Linked DNA regions of Zea mays: region 2 is linked to region 1. A link is a contact called in public Hi-C data. All regions are on one chromosome and are shown on one strand. The core of a region is the stretch at or near the end of the contact, and the rest is flanking DNA. Distances in the headings are between cores, read along the strand shown.

Region 1 (4,613 bases), core at 1,746-4,245:
AATCTCAAGATCCTTAGCTAGTGCCTGAAACTCATGAGCCTGTTCCACTATAGATCAGTTCTCAACCATCTTGTAGTCATACAGCTGCTCCATGAGATACAGCTCGCTAACAGCGTCAGTTACTCCAAACTTTCCAACAAGTGCATCCCACAGCTCTTTCCCTGTAGGAAGGATGATATAGCTTTTCTGGATTTTTGTATCAAGTGCACTAATCATTGCTCCTCTAAAGAAGTTGTCATCAGCCTTAAACTTAGCCTCATCCTCAGGAGGTAAGTTGGCAGGCTTGCCCTCAGCGGCATGATAACAAGACATTGCAGTAAGCCACAATTCCATCTTAGCTTTCTAAACCAAGAAGTTTTTACCATCAAAAGGATCAGACTTTAACACAGCAGCAAAACCTCTGACAGAAAAATGCATAACATTAGGTTTTTGGATTGTTAGAAATATAGGCATTTTCCATATCATTTTAATTCCATAAATTAACATTATGATGATGACATATAAAAGATGATTAATCAAAGAAATCATAATATCAAATATATCCATAACAATTTGGATCATGAGAACATAAAACATATGAATCATATAAATATAATAAGCATATAAACTGACAGAACAATTGAAAATAAACAGATAGTAACATAAACAACATGACTGTAAAATTAAAACAAACAGATATGATATTTTAATAGTATGTCAGAACAGTTTGGATAATCCTATGGCTACATACGAAACAATAGAGATGAACATATGAAACATATATAATCTGTAGAACGTAAAACAGTAAGGAACTGAATTGATCATACCCTCCCATGCGCTCCGAGGATCCTGATCCTTGTCCAACTTCTCTTGTCATCCGTACGAGATGAAGACGCCAGGAACCAGTGATGAAGACAACGACGGACGTTGGGCAGTCGCGTAGACGCTTCCCAAAAACCTAATTGCCGATCCCCGTGCAAGGTCTCGAACGGCAAGGGATACCCTCACTAGCGACTGGACTGTGATTCTGAAAGTGTTCTACTCGCGTGTGCCAAGAGACAGGCGTTCTCCCCTTCTTAACCTTTCGCGGAAGGGAGCTGAAGGAGAAGGGTCTCGCATGCGGCACGCCAAGAGACGGGCAACTGAAAGGAGGGTCTCGCATGCGGCACGCCAAGAGATAGGCAACTAAAAGGTTTTAACCCAGAGTTGAAACTCTCGCGGTTAATGAGTGCTAAAAATTAACACAACCCCGCCACGCCTCGCTCGCACACCGCCACGCCGGGCCCGGCCGGCGGCGCGCGCGCGTGGCATGGCCTTGTTCGTTTCTTGACTTCTCAAATTAAGTGGAATAATTTATACCATATAAGTCAAACCAACGACACTTGGACTTCCAATATGGTACTATTGGTATTCTCCTCCATTACACACCATAAAATTTATTAAATAAATTGGCCCAGCCTATAAAAGATCCAACAGTATAACATCGTTAGAGTGAACCAGTTAGATGCATATGTTTTGCTACAATTTCTATATATCACATATAGATCTTTTAAAATAGAATATTTGTTGAAACACATTCCAACATATCAATAGCTAAGAAATCTCATAGTATCTACTCCCTACTGTTTCTTTTAGTTGTCATATTATCATTTTTGCCAAAGTATCTAAAAGCAAGTCACTCGTATGATTGAAGGGATTTTTGGACGGCATTGCTCTTGCATGCAGCCGAGGTGGAAATTTAATCCAACGTGTATTTATGTTAAGGCTGTATGCAACGCACTCCACTCCCATCAATCACGCGTGCATGGAGAGTACCCACACGCTCTACTCCATGCAGATGCAGCATTTAAATGAAATGCCGCTTTACAGAAACTGCAAGAGCGCGCACACGAAAACGCAAAAAGCCGTGCAAAAAAACCCAGTTATGCGAGCTGCAAAAAAAAAAAGGTTACAGTCTTAGAGCAACTCCAATAGTTATGTAAATTTTAGCTCTCTAAATCACAGATTTAAGAAGTTGCTAAATGGCTATTGGAGTAAAAAAATGTGAGTTTTCCAATAGTTCTCTAAATATAGGTTGTAATTTTGTTTTGTATTTATCCACGTAAAAAATAAATCACAAAAACTATATAATGCAGTCAACATTTTTGTTTAGTGAGTTGTTAAATGGTTGCCAAATGTAGAAAGAAAATGAGGTTAGATGACAAGTTGTTAAATTTAGAAAGTTCATTTAGAGAACTGTTGGAGAATAGTTTTCATGTTAACTACCTAAATTATTGATTTAGGAAGTATTTTAGAGAATCACTGGAGTTGCTCTTACAGTGACGCGGACCGCAGACCGCGGACGCGAAGTTTCGAACCCACGCCTAAGACGAGAGAAAATTTCTAGTCAACTCAATCAATCTGACTCTGACCTCTGTCTTTGAATAAATGCACTCCTCTCTCCTCATACTTCGATGAGCCAACAAAGCTTATAGTTATATTTGACTTATGATACTAAATACATATCAACGAATTAATAATTTTTTATTATAATAATAAAGTTATTTGGATATACAAATATTAATATTATTTTCTATAAATTCACTTAAGTTTGAGATTAATCGACTCCCTTAAGTATGTAGTATGTGACGTGTATCTATATTTTGTAACGGGGGAGTACGTTGTCTAGCAGGGCGTACCCAAACCACACATACCACGGCCCAATACCAGATAGAAGCCCATGGGCCAAAGTAGCGGACGCCAAAACTACATCAGTGGTATACGCATATTCATTCCTGCCAGCCTGACTCCTCCCGTAGTCCCATCCCAGGTCCCAACTGCCAACTCCCAGGTCAGGTACCTCCTTCCCCAGGCAGCCGCGTAATCCCTCGATGGGGACGACGGACGAGACGGTCATACTTCAACTGCCGCGTCCCCGAATATTGGCTATTTTCCAACCGGCGGCGCAGCCGGTGACGCGCAGGCGGGCGGGTTCATCTGACCCTTCGTCGACTCGTGGCAGATGTGACTTTCTGAGGCCGGTGTGCCTGGACGGTTTCGTCCATGGCGTGCGCAGTGCGCACTCGCATCGCATGGTATTAATAGTCATTGCAAGCCAAGAGGAGACTAGAAAAGAGAAGGTGGAAGAACAGCAGGAGAGTCGGAGGAAGCAAGCTTGCCCATACGCTGGTACTTATGTGCTGATACTACTGCAGCCGCGCTGCGAGAGAAGAGGAGTGGGAGCACGTGGAGCCAAAGGGGCGATTCTTTGCTTGGCCTTCATTTCTCGCCTCTTCCGCATCTCGAGTTGTCGTGATTAACAAGACAGCAAGACCTCGGCGGCGGCAAACAGTCGAGCACCTGCGAGCGTCTCTGCCACCGGGTATATAGCTTTGTCTCGGTTGTTAGGTCGCCAATAATTAGTTTCCTGCTGCTCCTCTTGCTTGTTTGAACGGTTGCTTGATGTGCTTACGTCTACGCATTTTGGTTTTGATTTATTGCTCTGCTTCCATCACAGATTCTTAATTGGTTAATGCTCCTGAACATGCCTCTTGCCTCAGGAGTATCTAATGAATTCAATAATTCTGAAGGTTTTGGGTGAAATCATAAGTAATATACTTACTACATCTGACAAGAATTTAGTCATACTGCAGAACTATTTTCCATGACTTAAAGTTGCACAAGTTTGTAGACGATAATAAAGCCTTAGCTCTTGTCTGCTAGTTTCTAAGAATATAAAGGCACAATTAGCTCTTGTCTCTAGTTTATTGTAGTCCTTAATACCTCTTCGATATGAGGAAACTGAAATCCTTACAGTTGTCAGTGTACATGTCTAGTTGGTTCGACAAATCGTGTATTGAATTTCCGATTCAATAAGTAGATTTCGTAAATTTGTCCGGTTAACAATTTCAGGACTCAAGAGGCAATGCCAGCACCAGCCCCACCAATTCGTCTGGGACCTCCGACTCCCTATATATCCTCTCATGGATCCAAAGTTGCACGCCTACACATGTATGACTGGATTGTGCTAATTCTTTTAGCTGTATTGGATGGAGTTCTTAATATAATAGAACCCTTCCATCGCTTCGTCGGATCAGAAATGATGACAGACCTCAGATACCCCATGAAGGGCAATACAGTGCCATTTTGGGCTGTGCCGGTAACATACTGTTCTCTTTTGGTTTTACCCTGTCAATTTCAATGAACCTCTTAAATAAGTTTTCTTAATATCATGCTTGTTCAGATAATTGGTATCATTGGGCCTATGGTTATCATAACAGTGATATACTTTAAGAAGAGAAATGTATATGATCTGCATCATGCCATACTAGGTACATTCACTTTCTCGCCAGATTCACTATTCTACTTTATCAATATTACTTATTCTGAAATCTAACTTGTCCTGGCAGGTCTCCTATTTTCAGTACTTATTACTGCTGTTTTAACTGATGCGATAAAGGATGGTGTTGGGCGACCACGTCCTGATTTCTTCTGGCGTTGCTTCCCTGATGGAAAACCTGTAAAACTCCTAACTTTTAGTCAAACCTTGATAATAACTCACTTGAAGCCCTTGTGCAATTACATTGCATTTGAATTGTATAAGAAATCTTATGAATTTACTTGGCCTTTAGGAGTATAACAACTTTACTACAGGC
Region 2 (4,683 bases), core at 694-3,193, 270 kb after region 1:
CAATTTCATTCTAAATTGCATTTCTGGCCTCCTGTTTAGCTCAACTTAAGTCGAAATTGCACTTTCTCACAGAATTGAGTTAGAGATCAAAGTAAAGTGCTAGAAACATAATATTAGGCATATGCAACTTATTTAAACACTCAAACCTCATGTTCTTACTGTTTTACCACAAGTTGCACTTTCTAACCTCCAATTAAGCTCATATCGACTTAGTGCCTTCAATTGAACCTGTGCTTATACTCATATCAAATAGTTAGTCCAATGTGGTGTGTTAGACACTTAATCACCAAAACATGTAGAAATGACTATCTAGCACATTTCTCTTTCACATTTTTACGTTAGATGGCAGTATCTGACATGTTTTGCAATCTAGGAATGTAGACTAGGGGTTGAGTTTCATAGAAGTTAATTATTTCCAACTCTATAATTTCTGCAGCAGTATTGTAACTTTTACTCTATGGTGTAGAGAGAATGTTCTAATATTCTTTATAGTGTCTTAAGGCTATCTCCAGCATCTTACCCTTCTCCATACCTATATTTAGGAATAATTTGTTGCAGTCTATATCTGGCAGCAACAAAGGTCTCGGATGTCTTTATATGCTGGTGATGTGGTCATATTTTTGAGACCCAATCAAAAGGGTCTTTGTGTGGTACAAGACCTGTTAAGGTGTTTTGGAGGAGTCTCTGGCATGAAGATTAATTTGATTAAAAGTTCAGCCATACCAATCTAATGCTCCGATGAAGATATTGAGAGAACATCGACAATTCTTTCATGTTCCATTGGAAGCTTACCTTTTTCATATTTGGGCATTCCCCTTTCTATTCAGAAACCTTCAAAGGTTTTCACACACTATGTGTAGAAATCTAGCCGATCTATATTGAAGTTCTATGATTTTATGCGAAGGACACTTAAGTTTCTACACATAGTGCGTGACAACTTTATCGAAATAGTTACAAATTTTTATTATAAACTCTACATATGATATCATGATATGTCGACAAGTTTCATGTTTTTTTATTTTGTTTGTCTTTTATACAATTTTAAAACAACGTTCACGACCATGTTTCGTGAACATGGTTCTCAAAAATTCCGGCCTGTTTCTGAAATAGGCCGTAACTTGTGTTAAATAACATGAATATCATTTTTGCATTCACCATTTTCCATTTTTCGAGTGACTTACAGTTCAAATCTAAATCGTCCAAAGAAATTCAATTAAACAAACAAAATCAAATAGCACATATAGGTCTATATATTGTAGGAAAACACCAAAAAAGTTTTATAAAAAATAAAAAAATGCAAATATTCTTTATTAAGTGTCAAATAAAGACATTCGACAAAGTATATTGTGCCGAGTGTCAACATCTGGACATTCGGCACATTATTTTTTTTTAAAATTAAAATAATCTCTGCCAAGCGACCACGATCTGATACTCGGGAGAGTATTCTTTTCTAATTGTCTAACCCAGAATACTCAGCAAAATATATTTTAAAATTAAAAAAATCATTGTCGAAGATCGCAGGCACCCGGAGAAGATATTGTAGTATCTAGAGATGGCCAAACGGGCCGGCCCGGGCCCGGTGAAGCCCGGCCAAAACCGGGCCGGGCCTGCTGAACCAGCGGGCTTAATTTTCTGTCCAAGCCCGGCCCGCAGCGGGCTTAAACGGGCCGGGCTGGCCCGTTTAGCACGAAAAAACGGGCCGAAAAGCGGGCTAAACGGGTCGGTAAGCACGTTTTAGTGTAAGAAAACGGGTTTAACGGGCTTAGAGGTAAACGGGCCGTGCCGGGCTAGCGCGTCGTGCCTAGTTTCCTGTCCAAGCCCGCCCGCTTATTCTACCGTGCCGGGTTTGGACCGGGCCCAAAAAACGGGCTTCGTGCCGGGCTCACGGGCCTCGTGCTTTTTGGCCATCTATAGTAGTATCCAAGTCCCAGCTTATCTTTTCTGTCTCTCACCGTCGCTCTCTCTCACTTCTCTCTTCTCTCTCACCGCACTGCCGCCGCCTCTGCCTCTCACCTCCGCCGCCGCCCCAACACGCCTCACGCCGCCGCGTCCGTGCTCCGGCCTGTGCTCCGCCGCGCCCGTGCTCCGAAGGTGATAATAGAATCAGTTTAGTGTGTCTAGTGTTGTTCATTTTAGATAATGTGTGTTTAGGATCGCAAATGTGGCGGACGGAGATGCAGATCGTTACGAAGGACTTGGATTAGGTTTGGCAATGCGCTTCGGTTCTGGTTTGGCGGAATCACTGTAATCCGCAATACCAGGCCTGGTATTGAAGAACCTCAGTTTAAATCCCATTGACTTGACTAAATCGTATCCTATTTTCCCTGCCCTCGGAACACAATCAACGATAGCGGGAAACAGTGAGTTGGAGAGTGTAAAGCATCAATTTGCCCTTTATCAGTCAACGATATGGTTTTTAGCATCATTGGTGTATAATTCAAGTTACAATACACGCTCACGTCATTACTTTTGCTTCAGAAACCTGACATCACAAATGTGCTATTTTTCTTAGGCGATGCCAGGAACTGCAACCATTGATTTTCTAGGAAACTGTGCAGCATGTTTCGTTATGGAATAATAAGGAGTTCCAAAGCTTTGCTCAAAGCCTGTGGCCACCATCTCCCTGCACTCATTTACTTGTAGTGGACAAAATACACCAAACAATCTTCCCTGACGTTCCAATCTTGCACAGTTAGTATTTCTGTCGTCCGGGCACTTGTTTTGAGGATCTGGCAATTCAGTAATTTGCTGCTTCTAGTTATGAACCGAAGCATTTCTTTCTTGCTGACAGTACGGGTGCTTCAAAAGTGTTGTAAATTGCTTGGACCTGGATCATTGCCCGAATAGGGTAAAAGCTGGGAATAGAAGGTGTTGTGATAAATATGCCTTTGTTTTCCAAGCTGTGAAATGTAGTTTGACTTGATCTTGTTTAACTTCACAACCACATCACTCATTGGGATCCTTTCATCAGGTGCAGCACTTGAACAAAGCAAGGCCAAATCAATTATGGACGCTAGGCAGGTATCCAAGATGGTGAAGTTCCCAGGAGGTTTATTTGCGTCTTGGATACCAGTATTAAGCTCCTCTTGTATGCTACTGTCAACGACATTTCTGAGTTGATGTGGGAATGCTTGACTAACCCACTCCCTCAAGCTGATGTCACTGACAAACATTGAATCGGTCGGCCTTTTCCCCACGAAGACTTCAAGAAGAACGATTCCATAGCTGTAAACATCAGTGGCTCGTGATGCTTTTCCTGTTGATCCGAACTCTGTTCAATCCATGTCAGAAGAAAGCTGGTTACCTTAAATAAGTATAATAATGCATATAGCGTCATGCATTGCAAGAGGAACTAAAAAAAATACCTGGAGCCATGTATCCTACAGTTCCGGGCATGCTTGTTAATGTGATGGAGTTGTCATCTCCAACTAGCAACTTGGAAATGCCGAAGTCAGAAACATGTGCAATCATGTCCTTGTCAAGCAAGATATTGCTTGGCTTCAAATCACAATGCAGGACAGCTTCAAAATGTTGGTGATGCAGATACTCCAGTGCCATTGCAACATCCAGCATGATTGCAAACCTTTGGAGGAAACTGAGTTGCCTCCCACTATTCGAGTACAACCAATCATCCAAGCTACCATGCGGCATATACTCAAGAATTAGTGCTTTGAAGTCAAGATTGGAACAAGTGCTAATTATCTTCACCAGATTCCGATGCCGAGCCATTCGAAGTGCACTGCATTCTTTGTCAAAACTCTTGGAAGCTGATTCGTGCTGCATGTTTAGTACCTTCACTGCTATCAAAGATCCATTATCTAGCTCGCCTTTGAAGACCTTACCAAAGCTTCCTTTCCCTAGCAAGTTGTCATCAGTGAAGTTGCTGGTTGCACGAACAAGTTCATAGTATGAGATCAGCTGATAGTTCTGCAAGCCTGTGTCTGAGGGTACTAGTATCTTTCTTCGGTTGTTCACCTTCATTCTTACCAACATATACAAGGACACAGATAAAGCAAAAAATGCCAGGAGCGAAGGTAATAAAACTTTTATCAACAAGTTCTTTGATCGTGAATGATTACTGATATTGTAGCACTGTGCTATACCTAGGCGAGGAAGGCCACACAGCGCATTGTTCCCCATTAATGATTTGAGTGTGATATTTGAGAACACTCCTCCTTCTGGTATCTGTCCATCCAATCTGTTAAAAGAAAGGTTCAAGTTGGCAAGGTAAGTGAGATTGGTCAAGGATTTTGGGATGGCACCGGAGAGTGCATTGGAGGATAGGTCCAATTCCTGGATATTAAGTATATTGCTGAATGAACCTGGTATTGATCCTTGGAATAAATTTCTGGACAGATTGAGATATATCATCATGTGGAGTTCACCAAAGGAGACTGGGATGTCACCTGACAGCTTGTTTCCTGATAAATCCATCATGGTAATTGCTGTCAATTTTCCAACATCAGCAGGCAGGAACCCACTTAAAGAGTTCTGTGACAAGTCAAGCTCAATAAGTTTCTGAAGATCCCACAGACTTGTTGGTATGGTTGAAGACAATGAGTTTTGGGATAACGTCATAATTTGCAGCTGGCTTAGGCTACTGATATTGCTTGGAATGGGACCGGTTAGTTTATTGTTGTCAAGACGTAAACGAACTAGGTTTGTTAATCCACTGATTTCTTC

What was found. A called contact is a pair of places that touch in the nucleus more often than the background predicts.
Region 2: a Hi-C map of ear shows a contact between it and region 1, with 2.0 times the contacts expected there. The contact joins the promoter of LOC100275694 here to the promoter of LOC100502288 in region 1. A contact is called at or near these places in 8 of 25 Hi-C or Micro-C datasets (bundle sheath, ear, leaf and 1 more).

The regions. Positions count from the first base shown.
Region 1 is chr8:156,392,592-156,397,204 of Zm-B73-REFERENCE-NAM-5.0, forward strand. It overlaps LOC100502288 (Lipid phosphate phosphatase 2), which reads left to right and starts at 2,996. Exons shown (of 8, transcript NM_001196765.1): 1 at 2,996-3,340; 2 at 3,871-4,117; 3 at 4,202-4,289; 4 at 4,368-4,477; 5 at 4,590-4,613. The coding sequence starts at 3,884.
Region 2 is chr8:156,661,317-156,665,999 of Zm-B73-REFERENCE-NAM-5.0, forward strand. LOC100275694 reads left to right here and starts at 1,944. Exons shown (of 4, transcript NM_001365092.1): 1 at 1,944-2,091; 2 at 2,513-2,691; 3 at 2,792-2,868; 4 at 2,972-4,683. The coding sequence starts at 4,544. LOC118473157 reads left to right here and starts at 1,950. Exons shown (of 3, transcript XM_035961868.1): 1 at 1,950-2,091.